Linked DNA regions of Zea mays: regions 1 and 2 are each linked to region 3. A link is a contact called in public Hi-C data. All regions are on one chromosome and are shown on one strand. Each heading gives the region's core, a stretch centred on a gene start, on an enhancer-like site or on the middle of the called end of the contact. The rest is flanking DNA. Distances are from core to core; before and after follow the strand shown. Region 1 has its middle 8.8 kb from the start of LOC103632828. Region 2 has its middle 20 kb from the start of LOC111589811. Region 3 holds the start of LOC100191489.

Region 1 (2,700 bases), core at 94-2,593, 79 kb before region 3:
GCGTGTGGTGGGCATTCGGCTGGTGCAGTGTGGAGACGAGGCTGACAATCGGGGCCCGCCATGTCAGCGACAGTAACAGCGCAGCGGAAGTGGAGTGGGCTGCACGGTAATATTTCTTGGTGGGCCGAAATGGGGTGCTGAGGCCCAGTTAGGGGTTCTATTCATTTTCTCTTTTATATTTTTACTTTTCCCTTTTCTTTTCTCTTTTAAATTCGAAATTAAATCCCAAATTTGAATTTATAAATGTGAAGTTCATACTTAAATCCACTGTATAATTTCAAATACCAATAGGAACCTGGTTGGATTATTTTACATTTGTTTGTTCTTATATGTAAGCATTTTCTTCTCTTGTTTCAATTCTAGAATTTTCCTTTAGGATTTAAATTCTAATTTGGGTATTAACATATTTTTTTTTACATTGTTGTCACAAAATGCACACAACATGAAATCCAACATGATGCATGATTTAATTGAGTGTCTTTTGTTACTTATTTATTTGTGTAAGTAATGTGTCCACATGAAATGATACACATTGGTAGTACATATAGAGATAGGGTGATATAATTCCTCTTTTAGATCTTTCTTACCAAGTGGGTATTACAGGGCCACTCCTCGTCAACCATAGGCGGACGAAACGGAGAAGAAAACCAACCACCACTAAAGCTGGAACGCGACGCGCTCGGAAGAGACCAGAGGCGAGAGAGAAACGACGCGAAATGTGGAAAAGAATGAGCACCGATGATATCGGGCGGAAACCCTAACTCCTTACCTGAAGAAAACCCTACTCCACGTGTCGACGCCTTCCGCCCTTCGCACTGGGCCGAGTCCGAAGACACCACCCCGGAAGACCAACCTATCCAGCGCGACCGTGAGGGGGAGGCCCATGGACCACGGACGCGTCGATACGGGTCGGCGATGAACAGGAAGAAGATGACAAGGCGGGAGCAGGGCCCCTACCTTTTTTTCCCGCCTACGCATCCTCCTCCGCAGCCAAAGATGGTATCCCCCTATGCTCATGGCTCATGCCATCATGTTTACAAGAGAAGAGATTGATGCTTATGATATATTTCCCTTTTCGAATATTTGTCGTTCGCTAATTCATTTTTGAACTAAATCACGACAAATAACAAAGAACGAGCAAGTAGAATGAATATAATTAGATTTATTATTTAATATATATTTATAATATATTTAACTGGAAACCTAGTAAAACGAGATTTATTTTTTCAAAAAAAATGAATAGAGGTAGTACGAGGCCGGTCGAGGTTCTAGCCCATTATCCTGGCCCATTTCGGTGCCTTGTCGACTTTGAATGTTTTTTCTTCTCCTTTTTGAACTTTATTACAGAGACGACCATGGTCTAGACTGGACCGGAAATGGGCTACTTGCGTCGATTGTCGAATTCGTAAGGCACCAATAAGCGGGCCTCGTCGTTCAGATGGATTGATGGTCAAATATTCAACTTATTTGTTCCGACTTGTGCCTACGCAAACAAGAATGCATCTTCCAGTCATGTTGACGTGGCGTGTCTCTACTATATTAAAGCACCAGCTTCAACAGTCATCTTTTTACAAATAATCTCTCACATCTATTTCAAATTAAAGCATAAACGGCAGCCCGGCACAGATCCACTAGAGGACGCCATCTAACCAATAGAACATCATACTCAAGTGTCTTTAATATAGAATATAAATTGTACACATGTATATACGTTTTTTGTAAAATAAAAAATATAATCGTGTTGGGCAGGGCCAGCACTATGGACCGAGGCTACAACCCAAGCACGACACGTCGCTCGTGCCGGACTGGCCTAGGCACTATTAAATGAGCTGTGCCACGGACCGGACCGCTAGACACGGTCGATTTGGCCATCTATACTTCCACACAATAATGATGGTCCTCGCCTCAGTTACCTCCACCTTGTTCTCCATCCTGCTTCTTTTCTCTCCCCCTAATTCCTTCGCCTCCGTGCCACCCCATTCTTGTTAGGAGGGCGTGGAAGTAGGCACCTTCTCCCCGTATTCGTCTGACACAAGCCCCGACACCGACCCGCGCAGTGGCTATTGCACGTCTACAAGGGTGTTTCACAGCATGCGCGCACCATCATTTTTGTCGTCGTCAGACGCCTCGTTCGTCTTCTCGGCCTTCGCCATGTTCTTCCTCCCCAACCTACTGCCCTCGCTCACGAATGTAGCTATGAGCCGACCGACGCTCGTCGACGCGAGTACGGTGCGAGTCGGTGGTGCGAGTCGGTCTTGCTCGTGGCCTTTCTTCGTGCGTGACACCGAGGAGGACACAATGGCGCCTGCCACGCTTAGGTTATCTTGGCGATGAGGAGTCTAAGTCTGAGATATTGGACAATATATGTTAGAATTTGGAGATCCATGCAGGCACTATCACAGGATGCTCGTTCCTTGTGTTCTTGGCTCTTTGATGCATTAGGTCGTTTCTGAGACCACATTGGCGCAATGGACTCCATAGTGTTTGAGGTTGTTGAATTGGATGGAACAAGAATGATTTGTCATGCTAACAGTAAAAAGGAAAGGTTATTTGTTGGTTTTAAACATTAGTAATTGCTACGAAGTACCATAATTTATATGGAGCGCATTCAGTTTTTATTGATGCCTGACTTTAGCAACCACTCTATATTTTGATCTATCTTTTTTATAAATTTGAGTTCATGTGACTTATTTTAGAAAC
Region 2 (2,700 bases), core at 88-2,587, 82 kb after region 3:
ATGGCATTCATAAATGGGATGCTTAGTAGATTTTAGAAGAATATAAGAGAATAGAATACTAGAAAACCACTAAGGCCTTGTTTGTTTGCGTCGGATTGCACCCGGAATCATTCCAACTAATTAAAGTTTCTATAAATTAGAGAAGCAATCCGGTTAGGAATCGTTCCAACCCACCAATCCGACACAAACGAACAAGGCCTAAAAAGTCTTGTGATGTTTATAAAGTACAAAAGGCCTCATGATGACATATAGAAAATCAAGTAGCCTTGAGTTTATAGGATACTCAGACTTGGATTATGTGGGATGTAAAGAAGCTAGAAAGTCTATACCATATTACATATTCGTACTTGTGGGAGGATAGAAAGCTCAAAAGAAACTATCACAACATCGTCAATAATGTATGCTAAATTTGTTGCATGTTATGAGGCAACATGATAGGCTATATGGATAAAGAAATTTATACCCAGTTTTAAAATGGTAGACAACACAACAAAACCACTAAAGCTATATTGCGTTAATGAACTAGATGTATGTTACTCCTATAACAACAATTCAAGTATTACTACCAAACATATTTACATCAATTACTATGTTGTAAAAGAGAGACCATTATCAAACAATTAAACTTGAGCATATAAACACAGAGCAAATGCTTGTGAATCCACTTGTTAAAGGGGTTCCATCCAAGATGTTCAAAAAAACACATAACTAGTATGGATTTAATGCAACACTATTCTAGATTAAGGGATCATCAATGCAACCATCTCCCTCAAGAATAAGTTCTCTACTTTGATATGGAAAGGCGTACTATATTTGTTAAGTTCAGTAGCATATAACTAGTTTTCATAATGCCTTGTTCCTAGTGTACCGATCTATTGAGGAGTAAGACGGGTGAAGGGACGAGTATGGGACAATGATAACTTGATAAGATAGGGTTTAGACTAATTAAAAGAAATATTGTCTAACACTCGTCGAAATGGTTTAGATATGTCCAATAAAAACATTCAGATACACCAATGCACAGTGGAGTAGCATTAGAATAGGGACAAGAGAAAATCAAAATTAACACAGAAAGCTTGAAGGAAAAGGGTGGTAGGTCCACTATGAGAGAGGCCAAAACCGCCGAAGGCGCGAGGCTCGTGGCGACCACGTTCCCCCAACCTCCTGCGCCGCGCGATCGCAAGCATGTGACGTGAAAGCGGCGCGCTACCCAGCAGACCAGGCCACCCCCCGGCCCCCGATCCGCTTCCGTTCAGCCGGTCCCATCCCAGCACCGCGGGGCGGGCGGCATTCAAGGGAAGCGGCTGCCCGCCGAGCACCTGCAGCAACGTACAGTGCGCGCCCACTCTGCGTGGGCGGGTCTAGGTTCTGGTACGTGTACGTGCGTCCGGCGAGGCCGCGACCGCTGATGGAGCGAACCGCAAATCGCTCGCGCCGCGGAGGAAAGGCACTCGGGGCGTGCTCTCTGGCCAGGCCTCTGCTGGCTGAGGCTGACTGCCTCCGTTTTTGGCTCCGACGTCCGCGTCTTTCTGAGCTACGCCAGGCCCGACCGCAACCACCGAGCGTGTCGCGGGCATGGCCCGGTTGCCCGCCCGTCTACCGTGCTGTTCATTTATGAGAGATTTTCCCTTTTATTTTCATATTGGGAAATTAAAAAAAATGAAAAAAGGCCAGCAGAGCTGGGCCGCTGGCAGGCCGCTGCCGAGCAGCCCAGCCGGCTGGCCGATCCCCATCGCGTGCATGCGCATGTATCGAACGGCTGAGAGCAGGCTGGCAGAAGGAGTAGAGCATCGAGCGTGCGCAAGGGACGGGCAGAGGCGATTCGGAGAAGGCCGAGCTTCGGGGTGGCGGCGGCGTTCAATGGATTACGATCCGCGCGGCTCGTTCGTCCGGAATCTCGGTGAAATCCGTTTGCCTTCTCCCCTCTCAGCTCCTTAAATGGGAGTTCGATCCCCTGGCCGTAAATCATCTCTCTCAGCATACGCTCGTATCAGCCTTCTCTCCCAGTTCACTGCTCCAATCGAATCTCGATCGATTTGTTCGATCTTCTGTTGTGATTCTCGCTGGTGGTGATTGGAAGAGGGTAGAGGTGATCCCTGCGCTCGTGCAGCTTGGTCTGTGTGCGCTCAGTTGCATTACCAGTGCTCCAGGGTAGAGTGCTCTGTCGGCTCTGATTGTTGTCCACCGTGGCCTGGTGCTTGGGCTCCCTGCTGCGCGGTGTTCCTCTTCTCGGGCTGGTGCCGAGGACGTCTCCCTCGGCTCCGGCAGCGGCTCCAGTATCTCCGTCAACCTCCCGCCGTGCAGGTCCGGACGTGGGCGGCGGAATTGGTTTTCTGGGACAGAACCTCGTGTTCGCTGAGCTGGTCTTCCCACGTAGACAATCTACGTGCTGTGAGTTACCCGTTGCCTCTATTTATTTATTGAATAATTTTGTGCTATCTGCTAGTATTATTTACTTGGGTGTGATTGCACAATTTGTGGGCGGATTATGTGCTCGATGATGATAGCGGTGTAGTGAGACGACGTGACAGTCTGGGTTTTAGTGTGTTGTTATTTTCAGCATTGATATTATTTGTGCCTAGTTATTTCTTACTATTGTACAAGCTGATTATTTAAGTTCATTATTGTTCCTTAATTCTTATGCACACTGTTTTGATCTTAATATTCATGCTTGATTTCTAGGCTCATAATATTTGATCT
Region 3 (2,700 bases), core at 182-2,681:
TTCGACCGTTACCGATGTGTTTTCCGTACCGACTTTTGTTTCCGATGTTTCCGAAATACCGATATCGTTTCCGTTTCTGGAGTTACCGTTTTCGATTTCGTTTCCGATAAAAAATATGAAAACGATAATGGTTTTAGTGTTTACCGACCGTTTCCGACCGTTTTCATCTCTATGTGCCGTCATAATTCGCGATCATTATACTAGTCTATTTTATAATGTCTTAAAATAATGTAAGCATGTGATATTTACGTCGAAACATAAATAAGAGATTGTTTATAAAATGTTGTCACCGCATGATTTATAATTAATAATGTAAAATGCTTAATCGTACTAATTCCAAAAAATACTTCCTCTATTTTTTATTTAACGTTTTATAGTTTATTTTTGTACCATTTAGCATTAAATATAAAAATATAGTGGTAGTATAAAATTGTATTGGATATGTTCGCGTTCAATTCTTCTTAATATATGGGGTGCCGTTCTCCTGCGTCGAGAAAAAAAATGTTCCCATTCAATAGCGGGTGAGAGAGATAAAAGAAAAAAAAACGTTTCAGCTGTAGGCTTACCGCTGATCAAATCACATTAGGGCTTATTCATTTTACTCTGAATTAAATGGATTTAAATACCAAACAAATTAAAAATCTTTTATAAACTTTTCTAACTCATCCAATCTATATGAGACTTTATTTGGTTAATCCCGTTATTTATAGATTGGATAGTATTAAAAAAATTATAAAGAAATTTAGGGTGTGTTTAGTTTGGCTTTTGCCCCCTAAAAACCAAAAACCAATTAAAGGGCTGGATCCAGGAAGCAGCTTTTTCTAAAAGCCGACTTGCAGTGTAAAACTGAAAGCACCCTTGGACCTGCTTTTAGTGGCTTTTGGATGGAACTGTGAAAACATATATCGAAGAACTTTTAACGACTTTTAGTGGTTTCCACCAAACTGTTTTTAACTTTTTAACAGCTCATAGCCTACACCAGCTTTTTCCACAGCTCATAATAACTTTTTTCACAGCCACAGCCTAACCAAATAGATTCTTAACTTACTTGTTATTTAAATCCATCCAATCTAACTCAATTCATTGAGAGCTAAACGAACAAGTCTCACAATAGAAATAACCGAACCATATAATGGTGGTAACCGACATGGTCTACCTCTGCCAGTCTGGCCCCACGAAGCGTTGAACCCATCCTTCCCTGCCGTCAGTTGAGCCAGCCACCTCTCAGCCCCCACCTCGTCTCACCGCATTCCATGAACGGAGTCCTCCTGCACCTACCGCTGCCGATCCCACTGCCCCACAGATCAGCCGCACATATCTGGCTTCACGATTCAGTCGAGCGTTGTACCCGCCTACGTGCACCGGGCGCATGGGAGCGATCGTTGTGGACCTGTGGCGCGGCGGTGTCCCCCAGCCTCTTCTCTCCCTCTCGCGCGACCTCACAAGCGCGAACCCCACGAAGCCGGAGCCAAGCCACGACGGGTCGACCGGTCGACGGCCCCTCGACCTGCCCGCCTCGCTTCCTCCGACGCCTAGGGTTTTCTACCGGACGCCGCCGCCGCCGCAGCAGCGGCCCGGGATGCAGGTGTGCCCGCGCAGTTAGCCGCCGTCGGACCCACCGCCGCCGCGCGCCATGTCATTCTTGCGGCGGCGAAAGCCGCTGCCGCCCTCTGACGGTGACGAGTCCGACCACGACGACAACGACAAGGGGAAGAAGCCGTCCTCATCCTCCGGGTCGCCGTCCAAGGAGCCCACGAAGCGGACCAAGGCCAAGTGGTCGTGCGTGGACAGCTGCTGCTGGCTGGTCGGGTGCGTGTGCTCCGCCTGGTGGCTGCTGCTCTTTCTATACAACGCGATGCCGGCCTCGTTCCCGCAGTATGTCACCGAGGCCATCACGGGGCCGCTCCCGGACCCGCCCGGGGTCAAGCTGCAGAAGGAGGGGCTGCGAGTTAAGCACCCCGTCGTCTTCGTCCCGGGCATCGTCACCGGGGGCCTGGAGTTATGGGAGGGGCACCACTGCGCCGAGGGGCTCTTCCGCAAGCGGCTATGGGGCGGCACATTTGGTGACGTATACAAGAGGTGCTTTCTCCTCCTTCATTTTTGTTTTGTTTTCGTTTCCGGAATCACAGTAGTCCTCGTGAATTTTTATTGTAACTACCACTGCAGTTGTGTCTGGTTTATGAAAGTTTGTTTGGTTTTTGGTTGGTTGGACTTATCAATTGAATGTTTGTTGCTTATTACATCACTTGTTCTTTAAGTTTACTTTTGGTCGTTGATGTTGTCTTTAGAAAATACAGGTTCAATGTTTTGCTAATGTTGCTCGGAACAGTCCAACGTTACTCTATTATGTACTTTCTATTTTTTTCGTAAATGCCATTGATAGTCAATCGGCCTGGTCTTTTATATATTTGTATTCAAGATTTTAATTCGTATGAGACTTTGAGATGTCTTTTAAGTTTTAAGGAAATTCTTCTTTTGAGAGCCGTGGAGCTATCTCAGGGAAAGAGTTCTCACTGGGATCTCGGCAATGATAATTCCTCTATGTTTTATCTTTTTTTGTTCTTATGCAAGGGTCCAAAAGTTTCTTATATTTGATTTTGGCTTGTGCTTGGTGAGTAGGTTGGTGGCCTGTTTGGTCCCAATCTATCTTTTAGCTATGTGCCTTCTCAAGACCTGAAATGTAGCAGCAAGAACGTCTTA

Evidence for each region. Hi-C and Micro-C count contacts between places; a contact is called where the count stands out from the background.
Region 1: a Hi-C map of tassel shows a contact between it and region 3, with 2.3 times the contacts expected there. The contact joins the enhancer-like site here to the promoter of LOC100191489 in region 3. A contact is called at or near these places in 5 of 25 Hi-C or Micro-C datasets (ear, leaf, tassel and 1 more).
Region 2: a contact with region 3 is called in a Hi-C map of leaf, with 5 times the contacts expected there. The contact joins the enhancer-like site here to the promoter of LOC100191489 in region 3. A contact is called at or near these places in 9 of 25 Hi-C or Micro-C datasets (bundle sheath, ear, leaf and 1 more).

The regions. Positions count from the first base shown.
Region 1 is chr7:127,933,709-127,936,408 of Zm-B73-REFERENCE-NAM-5.0, reverse strand. No RefSeq gene overlaps it. Among protein-coding and RNA genes, the nearest start is that of LOC103632828, 8.8 kb to the left of the region's middle. Within about 2 kb of position 1,343, at least 14 of the 20 cell types and tissues checked have an H3K27ac peak or open chromatin away from gene starts, as enhancers often do. A contact at or near this core is called in ear, leaf and tassel, where this site is marked.
Region 2 is chr7:127,773,063-127,775,762 of Zm-B73-REFERENCE-NAM-5.0, reverse strand. No RefSeq gene overlaps it. Among protein-coding and RNA genes, the nearest start is that of LOC111589811, 20 kb to the right of the region's middle. Within about 2 kb of position 1,337, at least 17 of the 20 cell types and tissues checked have an H3K27ac peak or open chromatin away from gene starts, as enhancers often do. A contact at or near this core is called in bundle sheath, ear, leaf and 1 more, where this site is marked.
Region 3 is chr7:127,854,683-127,857,382 of Zm-B73-REFERENCE-NAM-5.0, reverse strand. LOC100191489 reads left to right here and starts at 1,431. Exons shown (of 6, transcript NM_001136921.1): 1 at 1,431-2,079. The coding sequence starts at 1,634.